2 separate regions of the Ovis aries genome follow, and region 2 is linked to region 1. The links are chromatin contacts, called in public Hi-C maps. All regions are on one chromosome and are shown on one strand. The core of a region is the stretch at or near the end of the contact, and the rest is flanking DNA. Distances in the headings are between cores, read along the strand shown.

Region 1 (5,959 bases), core at 1,720-4,219:
AAAATGAGAGTTGAGCATGAAACGCTTTTCATTTGTGTCTTTAAAATATGGAAAACAAGCTTGCCTTTCCCATGTTTATTTTTTTTAATTCATCTTTTCAATCCCCAAAGCACTATAACGTCAACTAAACAATCACATGGCTCCAGTAACTTATAAATGTTCCTAATAAAGATGCAACTCATATATATATATGTATCTTAGACAACTCTTCCATGTAATCAAAGCCAAATTAAGCAAGTATTTTAGTCAATAAAAATAACTTTTAGCTCCACTAACTCCTTGTAAAATTCAGTCAAACTAATAGGAAACAGAAGAGAAAGCCAGTTTTGACACAGTCTAACTACTAAAGGTCTCATAACCTCACAACGAAACAGTGACTTCTGGTGGCAAACAGTGACTTCTGGTGGAAATGCATGCATATTTTACATCTTGTAAGAGAAAGCAATGTTGAAAATCACCTGATCTTTACTCTTGCATAAATTCTCAGCGCCTTCATGATTTCTGTATTCAAAATTAACACAATGTAAGTCTTGAAAAGCGTATTTTTAGGAGGTTGAAGAGTTAAGAGCATTTTTTAACAGATTGAAGAGTTAAGCAAATGCCAAAGACACTACAGAAATTCAATTGCCACAGTGAATGAATAAGACGTATTAATTCTGATATGCAATAGTTCTTTTCTTCCTGCAAAGGGTCCACAGCAACACACCTCCAAGTTGCATATCTCCAGCCACATCATCGCTGTCAGTTCTATTTAGAAAAAGAAAAGAAGGGGTGGAGGGGTGAGGAAGTCCCCAGTATTTAAATTCATTTTTTTCTCCAAAACCTTGTGTCCCACTCTTCAATACCTCTTTGTCCTAAAGTGACCAACGTGTCTCAAATTCTTTCCTTGGTCCCCTCTCTCCTCAGTTAGCTGAATTCAAATTAGCTTTTTAAGTACTAGTTATCTATTCTCCTACTTTCTCTGTTCTTCATTCTCTTCGGTCATTATCTCTTAGTTCTCCCCATTCCTCTTCTGCATATTTATCTTCGAATATAATACTTTCCGACCTTGGCAAACAGACACCACCTCTAAATGAAAGCAGGCAAACCATTCGTAGTTTCCAACTCTCCTGTGAATTTCCAGAATATCCACTCAAGGAACCCTTTCCACTAAAGATGAAAGGCAAGCTAAGGAAATACATTAGACACAGGAAGTAAACATTGAAAAAGGGCATGCCTAGGTATTCTTAAGCCTCTAAGCAGAACTAGACTGCCGAGTTCCAGGGTCTTTCTTTTTCGTGACTTCTGTCGCTACTCGGAGTCTGACACCAGGTAGGTCCGGGAGTAGGGTGGAGGGTCCCACCACCGCCCGTACCTTCTACCACCTCTGCCTGACCTTGTTCTGAAACAATCTTCCACAAGCAAAATCACCCACATTCTCAGGCCGGTCCCTTGCCTGGCGTTTCTCTGCCTCAATTACTGAGCTCTTCTCACCTGCCAAGCGTCTCAAGAAACACCCATGGGTCTTCGCCTTAATGTACGGTTTCGGCTTTAAGATTTAAATCTGTCTGGTTTCTTGATGGTAGGTCATCCATCCTCCCCGCCCCCATCCCCTCCTGCAACGTGCACCAACTGGGTTAAGATTATCCCACCCCACTGTTTTGTTAAAAAAAAAAAAAAAACTTCGTCTGCAAGGCCTTCCCCACCCCCACTTCGACACCCACCCCCACCCGTCAACAGAGATGGGCTCCCGGAAGACCGGACTCATCTCCACCTCCAAAGCCAAGGGTCTTCCCAGGGCAATTTACATAACAATACGGGGTTTGCGGAGACTAACCCAGGAGGAAAGTCGCAAGACCCCTTGCAGGTCCCTCGCAGCTTCATTAACGTAACTCCCAAGCACCTTAAGGTAAAGGATGATTCCTGTAACGCTCCAGGTCCTCTCCCTCCTAATTCGCCAACCCCGGCGCTCGCAAAGTCGGAGGGCTAGCGTGTGGCAGTCAGAGGCTCAGACATCAAGAAGAATGTATCACCGAGGGAAATTAACCAGTTCCACGCTCTGCAGACGCCGTCTCCCTCTGCGCCAGAAGCAGGTCTCAGAAGGTGCCTCCAACTTTTCCCCTCCCTCTCTGGAGTCTGCGGACCACCGCCGCACACCTCCATCTCGATCACAATTTGAGGAGACTGGAACCACTAATCTCTCTCCTAGACGTAGTGGGGGAGGGGTGACGATAAAGGGGGGAGGGGGCCTCGTAACGGAGAAGAGAAAAGCCCCGCTTTTACCCCCACTCCGCAGAGAAACTTCTGGGACTCTTCTATTACGCAACCCCGGGACCAGGTTCCAATACATGAACATCTTTCCGCAAGACGCGGGGCGCACGGGCAGACGTGGGATTCGGTGGAGTGAGAGAGGTGGGGAGGAGGACGGGTCTCTTCCTGCGCTCCCCTCCCCAGTTTTTCTAGACGCTACCTGCGGGGAATTGGTAAGGGCGGTAGAGAGCTCGGCGTCTCCCTCGCCCGTTCTCCCCGAAGGTTCCCACCGGAAAAGTGGGAACGCCAAGCGACTTGAGTCAGCGTGCTGGGAAGCCGGCTGCCAGGCGGGAGAGCCGGGGCTTCCCAGAAGTCAGCGGCCGCGGCGCCGGGACCGGGATGACCACCCCAACCCCCCCACCTCCAGCTCGGGGTAGCGGGGCGCAGGATTCCGCTCACCTTCCAGACCTGGAGTCCTCCACTCTCTGCTCGCGCGCCCTCGCCGCCTCCGCCCGCCCCTGACCTGTTGCGGTGAGGAAGGGGCGCAGGTGCGGGGAGCGCGGGGCGCTCAACGACGGCTCGCGTGGGACCCGGCGCCCAGCCGCGGAGGCGAGAACGCAGCTGTGCCAGCGACGCGCGCGGGCGGCGGCCGAGTGCGCAGGGGCCGCGCGCTCGTCCGCTCGCTGGCTGGCTAGCCCCGCGCGCCGGCGGCCCCCGGAACGCCCGGGAGGCGAGGCCCCGCCCTTCCCCGGGAGGCCACGCCCCACCCCGAGTTTCTCGGCCCCGCCCTGCCCACGCCCTCTCCCTGGCACCACCCTGATGAGAGGAACTTGCGCGGGCCCTCCGCGGGAGACCAGTGGGAGGACCCAGGGCCAGCAACCTCTAGGAATGAATACTGCAGTGACCGTACACCGGCAGCGTGGGTGACCCTGCCCCGGCCTGCTGCGGGGCACCGCAACCCTTTCGCTTTGCAGCGAGAATGAGCTTAGGGTCAAGTTTTGACTAAAAGTGTCAAGGAGTCTTTTCTGCAGTGTCCTATTCTGTAGAAAGATGATAATAACTCACATCTGGAGAGGGTTAAATGGTTTGTAAAGAGCTTTTCGCACTCAAGCCCAGCTCATCGTCATAACAGCCGCATGAAACAGACACAGTATTGCTGCCATCTCCCAAATAATGAAACCGAAGGGGTAGAAACAGTGTGCCCAGTGTCCGCAAGTTAAAAAGTGGCACGAGAAACCAGGCCTCCCAAATCCAGCCTCCCCAGTTCTTGCTCTTCAGCAGCCCAACCCCAGAAAATTCTAATGGGTACTGGGGCTTTGGCAAACAGATCCAAAAAGAAGGCTACTGCCTAGTTGCTACCCAATCCCTTGTTGAACATAGGAAAGAAAGCGTCCTCCTGAACTCTTAGTGGCATCTCACCTTCCTCCCTGAAAAGGATGCAGGAAGATGTCATCAAACGGCCTAGACAGGATTTTTCCCATGTCTTAATGGTTTAAAATGTTTTCAGATTTTTTTTTTTAATGTGGACCGTTTTTAAAGTCTTTATTTAATTTGTTACAGTATTACTTGTGTTTTGTGGTTCCTCCTTTTGGCCATGAGACACGTGAGATCTTAACTCCCTGCCAGGTATTGAACCCTGCCTTCTGCATTGGAACCTGAAGTCTTAACCACCGGACTACCAGGGAAGTCCCCCCCTAATGGTTTCAATGGGTGAAATCATTTGGATCAAGACAATCACCTTTTTCATATGCAATAGAATATAAATTAATATAATGTATGAAAATAACTCCTCTTTCTTGCCCTGTTTTTTCATTTGTTGCTGTTGTTGCTCTGCCCCTCCTGATTTCTTCATTGTCCACATAAACACTGTTTGAAAAGCTAAGTGATAGATATTCGCATTTCCAAATTAAACTCTTGGCTGCTTGATCCCATGGATTGTTTTGCAAAATATAAGTCTTTTCCTTACTCCCTATGCTCCCACAATTATATTGATTTACCTTAACAGCTACAATAATTAAGGCGCCCCTGATGAGATCTACTGTGCCTCTGGGTGAAAGCTTTGGAGGTCTTCCCTAGACAGGTGGGACAGCCATCACCCTGGACAGATGCCAGTTTGCACACTTCTTAAATGTTTCTAACAAAGATTGATATCTATTCTAATCATAACGAATATGTTAACCTTTTTGTTATGGAATTAATATATTTCATTGTAAAATATGTATAAGCTTATATATAAATAAAAACATATGTCATATTTTTAAATATAAATTTATTTATTTTAATTGGAAGCTAATTACTTTACAATACTGTATTGGTTTTGCCATACATTGACATGAATCCGCCACGGGTGTACATGTGTTCCCCATCCTGAACCCCCTCCCACCTCCCATTTTTTTATTTTTTAAACACTTTATTTTATATTGGAGTGTAGCTGATGAACAAGGCTGCAATAGTTCCAAATGGACAGCAAAGGGACTCAGCCATACATGTACATGGATCCATTCCCCCTCAAACTCCCCTCCCATCCAGCCTGACACATAACAATGTGCAGAATTCCCTGTGCAATAAAGTAAGTCCTTGTTGGTTATCCATTATCAATACAGCAGCACGTACTTGCATGAGTGCCTGCTAAGTTGCTTCAGTCGTGTCCAACTTTCTGCGACCCTGTGGACTGTAGCTTGCCAAGCCCCTCTGTCCATGGGGATTCTCCAGGCAAGAATACTGCAGTGGGTTGCCATGTTCTCCTTCAGGGGATCTTCTCAAGCCAGGGATTGAACCCACATCTCTTGCATCTCCTGCATTAGCAGGCAGATTCTTTACCACTACCGCCATCTGGGAAGCTCCGTGAGTACCTCATCAATCCCAAATTCCCTAACTATCCCTTCCCCACATCCTTCCCCTGCTGGCAACCATAAATTCATTCTCCAAGTCTGTGAGTGTGTTTCTGTTTTGTAAATAAGTTCATTTGTATAATTTTTTAGATTCGGTAGGTAAGGGACATCATGCAATATTTCTCCTCTTTTTGACTCATTTGACACAGTGTGACAATCTTTAGGTCCATTCATGTTGCAAACATGACTGAGCGACTGAACTGAACTAATGTTGTTGCAAATAGATTATTTCATTCTTTTTAATAAACCTAGTCATACTTTATAATCTGAAGGGTTTTTTTTTTAATCAATCTAAAACTTTTTCCTTTGTTGTGTTCCTAATCCAATAAAGTCTCCTAATGCCTTCAATCTGTAGTCAATTTAGTAAATAACATTGACACTGTAAGTTTGATAATTTGACTTTACTGCTTTTGGAGGTGAGGGATATAATGCTGCAGGTTTTGTTGTTGTTGTTGAAAATGATGTAGCTTTGGTTCAGAGGATAGCTCATGACATTGATAGGAATATTTTCAAGGCAATGTGCTAGGGAATGGGCCATATCAATGACACAGAGCACCTATTTTCATGAGCTTCTGGTGCCTTGCAGAAACAGGTAGGTAAATAGAAAATTCCAATGCATACTTCTATTAATTAATTTCCGGAAAGGTAGTTCAGTTCAGTTCAGTCGCTCAGTCATGTCCAACTCTTTGCAACCCCATGGACTGCAGTACACCAGGCCTCCTTGTCCATCACCAACTCCTGGACTTTACTCAAACTCATGTCCATTGAGTCAGTGATGCCATCCAACCATCTCATCCTCTGTTGTCCCCTTCTCCTCCTGCCTTCAATCTTTCCCAGCA
Region 2 (5,959 bases), core at 2,121-4,620, 150 kb before region 1:
TAAAAGTGATTCTCTTCCCCATAGGGACATTTCATTTTGGTGCTGATCAATACTGCCAACCCCCTGGGCATACAACCCACCGTATTCATCCAGCCTCAAGATTTCTCTCTCCGACATCACTCTTGTCCTCTCTGCCTGCACCAGGCCCTGCTTTCCTCCCTTCTCCAAATCTATTAGGATCAAAACAAATGTTCTTCTCTAGGTTAATTTTATACATGGCAAAGCAATAGTTTTTATCCAGAAAACACTACAGGGACTTCCCCACTGGTCCAGTGGTTAGGAATCCGCCTGCCAATGCAGGGGACACAGGTTCGATCCCTGGTCCGGGAAGATTCCACATGCCACGGGGCAGCTAAGCCGGCGCACCACAACATTTGAGCCCGAGTGCCGTAGAGAAGCAGTAAGAGAAGCCACGGCAGTGAGAAGCCCAGGTACCACAACTAGAGAGTAGTTCCTGCTCGCTGCAACTAGAGAAAGCCCTTGCACAGCTACAAAGACCCAGCATAGCCAAAAAATAAATACACTTATAAATTATTTAAAATTTTTCAAATTAAAAAATAAAACACTACACGTGTCACAGGATATGAGCATATCTGTGATAAACTTGCAGGAACCTCTGATTTCTGTGGTTTAACTCACTTCATCAGGAAAGCAACCCCAAGTAGCAAAATGGTCACAGAAAACGCTCTGAGTCCCTACGAATGACCTCAGTCTGAAAGCTGATGGAAAACAGAGCGGGCAGGGGCAGCTCGGACCAGGTCAGATCCAGGGGCCTTTCTCCCTCTATACACCAGCCCAGGACACAGCCCCTTCCTTCCTTAGGTGCAGCTGCCCCCACTCGCTCTGCTGCTCAGGGAGCTCCTTGTCTCTGTTCTTACTGCCAAGTTCTTGAAGGGCTGCAAGCACTTCAACTTGCCTTCCCTCGCTGCCCCCAGTAAAGACATTAGCTGGGTCCTCTTATGGTCTATGTGGCTTTACTACCAACCATCATACCAAGAGCACAAGGTGTACAACCTGAGGGAAGTCACAAAGCACCCACAGGGTTATTGCAGGTGTGGTCCCTGGAGGTGTCCTGTCTATCCTTCACCAGCCACCCACTGGCTTAACCAACCACCTGCACCTCTAAATGCAATCTAAGGCAGTGGTTCTTGATCTTCAGAACACAGGAGAAAGAAAACTTTTTTCTTTTTTTAAGCAAAAAGAAAGGGAAAAAGAAAAGGCAAAAAAAAAAAAAACAACAACAACAAAAGGCAAAGAATAACTAACATAGGGTTAATTTTTTTTTTCTAGTAAAGGAAAATAGAGCAAAAATTAATCAACAGATTTTTATTATACACCCAAATCCAACCTGGAAACTATAATAAATTTAGCTTTTCAACAACAACAACAAATTTTTTTTTTCTTACTTTACCATGAAGAAGTGAAAGTAACTACATCGAGGACCTGGCTCTGGAAATAGTTATTTTACCCAGTCTCATATTCAGTCATGGTGAAGAAAGAAAACAACCTCTTTGCCTCAACTATATAGTTTCCAAAATATTCAATCCAGCACAGCACCGCCTTCCAAAAATGCATGGACAAATAGTAGGCCTTAAAATGAGAAGAAAGTTGAAGTCCTCGGAGACAAGCAATGCTATGTTAGTAACTGATCAAATATCTGAGGCGAGAAAGATCTCCTCACTCACTAGCTGAACCACTGCTAGTTATGGGAAGAATTATTAGTTCAATACCACCAAGAAATGACAAATTAGGTCAAAACGCTGGTTTAAAAATCTCTACTATGTAGTTTCAACTGTTTCAAAAACCCCAAACATATCTGGACTTACTTGGCCTTAATAAAGAACAGCTGGGCAGCAAGACATTCTTTAGTAGTTAAAATGAGGCCAAAAAAGTGGCAGAAAATCTGAGACTGTGTACAACCCCCCCCCCCACAATTTGCTTCCAAAAGCTAAAGCTATTTAAGACTGAAATTTATAAAGCTAAAACCTTCTATTTTCCAGGGTTAACATGTAAATAATGGCTCAAATGCCTTTCTTTTTGAGAAAACCCCCTTAGCAAATGCTTAAGGTGCCTCAACTTTCAACAGGAGAACTTAACCCCAGTAGAAATGTAGGTCATTTCTTCCCTTCACAACTCAGCAGTGTTTTATGAGTCATCTTTTAAAAACAAGGGGGGTGGGGGTGGGGGGGAATCTAAGCAACAGATTTACATGGGAAATTATAACATTATAAACTTTTAATAAACAAAAGCATGTTACTTACGATGTTCCCTGCTGAGAATTACTGTGAGTTTTGGAAGATGTATCATATTGTTCTGTGGAGGAGGGAAAAATGATCAGATGAGCACAATGACAAATTCATGAGACTGTTAGTTATAAACCCCCCCTTTTTTTCCCTGCTATTTCCCACCACCTTTTCACCTAAAAACACTTAGTACACTTAAATTTTGTCAACAGAGAGCTATTATAAAATAACATTTATGTTACATCTTGAGAGAAGGCTTACTCAGAACTGAAAAACCCTGAGAGTGCTGGCTGGCCAGCCGACCCCACAGAAGACTCTCTTGGGGTCCGCTGATGGGGGCTCCTGTGGAAGCACCGTGACGCCACCCCACCTGGTTTGATGTCACACATCCATCAGCGATTTGCTAGCACTCTCTTTCATGTGCTCCCACCTGTCCCCCCATCATTCAACACCCCCAATTCATTCATTCAACTGCTGGTCACAAACCGCCTCTTACAGACACCTAGATGCTCAAGACATTTGCCCCCATCCTCGATGAGTGTACAGCTGACGGAGGGACAGCAACCGGGAACGCGCATCTACAACCTAGGCAGTGAGAGATCCGCACACAAACCCATCGTCTAAATGAAACGTCCCGGGAATCTAGAGATGCATCACACCACTGGTCATGACGAAAGAAGGCAAATCAGAAAAGAAACAAAATTAAGTGTGTTGCAAAGGATGGGTGAGATTTTTGACAGAAATGACTGCAGGCAAGCGGGAGATGAGAGCGAAGAAGGCCCTCAGGCAAGAAGAGACGATGTGAAGGCAGGCAAGAAACGTGGGAGCAATTGAAATGGTGCAGATCAGAAAGGCGAAGGTTGGGGTGCAGAGTGTGTGGAGGGCAACGTGAAGGGCTCTGGGGAGGTCAGAGGGCTCCGAGTGCCATAACGGGACGTTAATACTTTGAGACGCCACCAGGCACAATACAACAATTTCTCAGAAAGAGGAACCTGCTGGTGTTACCTGACATGACCCAGAAAGGAACAGGAAATGTTAAGTGTAGAGGCTGAAGAGCAGCTGGGAGACCGTGTCTGTGTCTGGACCTGACGCAGAAGCTGAATGGCAACATGGGTGCCTTTCAGACAGCGGGGAGTAGAGTAACCACAAATGACCCAGAAGACCCTTAAATAACTGCAGTTCAGGGCTTCATCCTCATGGGGGCAGCAGCTCTTACCCAGTATTTTCAGTTCGTTTCCCCTTCTGGCTAGCAAATTAGGGCTGGGATTACAAATTAAAGGAGCTAAAGTCCATGCACAGGGGCTTCCACACAGACATCCTGACCAGGTCCTAAGCTCCATGAGGCTCTGGTAATCCTCAAGCAGCTGTGCTTTTTTGCACATGTGGACATAAATCCTGGGACATACAGGGATGTATATATGGGATATACTTCATTTTCTGTGTGCATGCATCCTAAGTCGCTTCAGTCATCTCTGAATCTTTGCAACCCCATGGACTGTAGTCCGCCAGGCTCCTCTGTTCATGGGATTCTCCAGGCAAGAATACTGGAGTGGGTTGCTATGCCTACCTCCAGGGGATCTTCACGACCCAGGGATCGAACTCGCATCTCTTTTGTCTCTTGCATTGGCAAGCGGGTTCTTTACCACTTCATTCTCTACAGACTCCAAAAGCCTAATTTTTCATGAAATTTGAATTTGCTTGTTGGGCATACTTTGAGAAACAGATGTCACACTTCATTTCTCTGAAAGCTATTATCTGCACATACTCCACTCCATCTTCAACCAGCACACAACCAGACCCCTCTTGGGTCCGACTAGCACCCCTCTCTCACTCCTGCCCACGTCCTCACAGGGGTAAACCAGCTTTTCCAGAACCAATAGACAGAACGGCAGCAGCATAAAAGACCCCAAGGTAATAAGCATCTGCTGAGCCCAGACCTAGGGATGACCTGCCAGCATCTGAAAACTTCATCAGGGCAACGAGGACTCAGCCTACACTGTTCCACAGGCCTGGAGGGCCTCCACCCCCGGCAAAGTTCAACTGTATTGTGCTAAAAGGAGAAATCACACAGTTTGAAGGATCACAGGGTCTTTTTAAACCAGGAGGTAGCAATCATGCAAACTGTGAGTGACTCAGTGGAAGGCATATAATATGCGTGACTGGCAGCCCTAGAAGGTGGGGGGAATTGAGGGGTGGAGGAGCAAGAAGGAGAAGGGTGCATAGCAGTCCTGTCCACAGCGGAGCTGTGCCACTTCACTTGTTATCTATCTTTGGATAGGCTGCCAAGAGGTTGAGAAACAAAGATTTCCCAGTCTCCCCAATACCATGCAAGATGGTCAAGTCCGTATCTCTGCATTTGGGAGAAATTTAGTTAGGAGTTACTCACAAGGTCTTACTCACTATCTGTAGAGCGGGGAGAAGCACACTTTTTCTGTAAAGGTCCGATGGAACTATTTTAAACTTTGCTTGCTATATAGTGTGAGACATGATGATAAATGAATGAGCATGGGTGTGTCCTAATAAAACCTTCTTTATGAAAACTAGCTGGACAACAGATTTGACTCTTAGGCTATAGGCTTCCCCTATTCTAGAGAAAGACTAATTCCATTTTTTATTTTCCCTCATCTCTTTTGTTCTCCTCAAATCCTTGCAATAGAAATAATTGGATAATCAAGGGAAAAATATAAGTGAGGGAAAAGAATGAGATGGAAAGATCTGAAGAAGAGTTACCTTCATGGAATATCTATGAGCAACCTTCTCCCACACATATGAACACACCACACACCTTACTTTGGTCTCCCTAAGCCCTGTGAAGACCAATACATCGTAACTTGGGCACTCACCATATGTTGATGAACTAAATGACTGGAAGTACATCAGTCATTTTTGTAAGGCTTGAAATGCCTTGGATATAGTTGGGAAACAAAGAATTTAGTGAACCAAAGGGTTACAGATAAAGAGAGAGGCTAGATCCAGTGAAGGTTCTGTTTCCTCCTGAATTCTCCAGTATTTACAATCCATTTAAAAGAACCAAAAACGAATTATAAGGCCAATATATACAGAAGGTCTAAAGAAGCTGTGTGTTCTCTTCCCTGTAGAAATTTCTTTTGTTTAAAATAAATACAAGAAGCACAGAAAATACTCCAATTTGTCTTTTTATACAATTCCTGGGTAACTGTATATGCTTTTAGAGTCACTCTCGAGATATTTATCGTATGTCAGGTAACGCCAAATTATATTTGTTAGGTACTTTAGTAAGACACTTTCATTAACTCTTTGCATTAATCTGAAATTCCACCTAGAGAACAGCTTTATGTTTGCCCTTCCTAGCTTTAACCTCATCTCTGCTGAAGTTAACCTCATCATTTTCCATGAATATTTTCTATATTAAAACAGTAAAAAACATGCTTTATTCTCCAGTGCAATAATCAGTTCCACGTATTTACTTACTTTGGTTTGGGACTGCAGAACTGATATGCTGAGAATCCTAGAAAGAAAAATGAAAATCTCTAGTTAATAAAATATTAAGATTTGTAAATCCAAGGTTGTGCCACTGCTAAATCTGATAAATATTGATAAATCTAATTTTTACATAAAATGGGTTTTATTTCTTCTGCTGTTCCCTACAGTTCATTTTTCCTTCCAAAGTGTAATGTTTTACCTTAAAATAAATAATGAATTACATTTTTTTAAGAAAAACATTATCATTAGAAAAT

What was found. A called contact is a pair of places that touch in the nucleus more often than the background predicts.
Region 2: a contact with region 1 is called in a Hi-C map of blood, with 1.8 times the contacts expected there. The contact joins the enhancer-like site here to the promoter of AFF1 in region 1. A contact is called at or near these places in 5 of 16 Hi-C or Micro-C datasets (blood, hypothalamus, liver and 2 more).

What each region holds. Positions count from the first base shown.
Region 1 is chr6:102,559,858-102,565,816 of ARS-UI_Ramb_v3.0, reverse strand. AFF1 (ALF transcription elongation factor 1) reads right to left here and starts at 2,969. Exons shown (of 19, transcript XM_042251616.2): 1 at 2,689-2,969. It overlaps LOC121819846 (a long non-coding RNA gene), which reads right to left. Exons shown (of 3, transcript XR_006060196.2): 3 at 4,482-5,959.
Region 2 is chr6:102,708,767-102,714,725 of ARS-UI_Ramb_v3.0, reverse strand. AFF1 (ALF transcription elongation factor 1) reads right to left here. Exons shown (of 19, transcript XM_042251616.2): 5 at 5,694-5,730; 6 at 2,262-2,313. Among named protein-coding and RNA genes, the nearest start is that of KLHL8, 120 kb to the left of the region's middle. Within about 2 kb of position 3,370, at least 4 of the 54 cell types and tissues checked have an H3K27ac peak or open chromatin away from gene starts, as enhancers often do.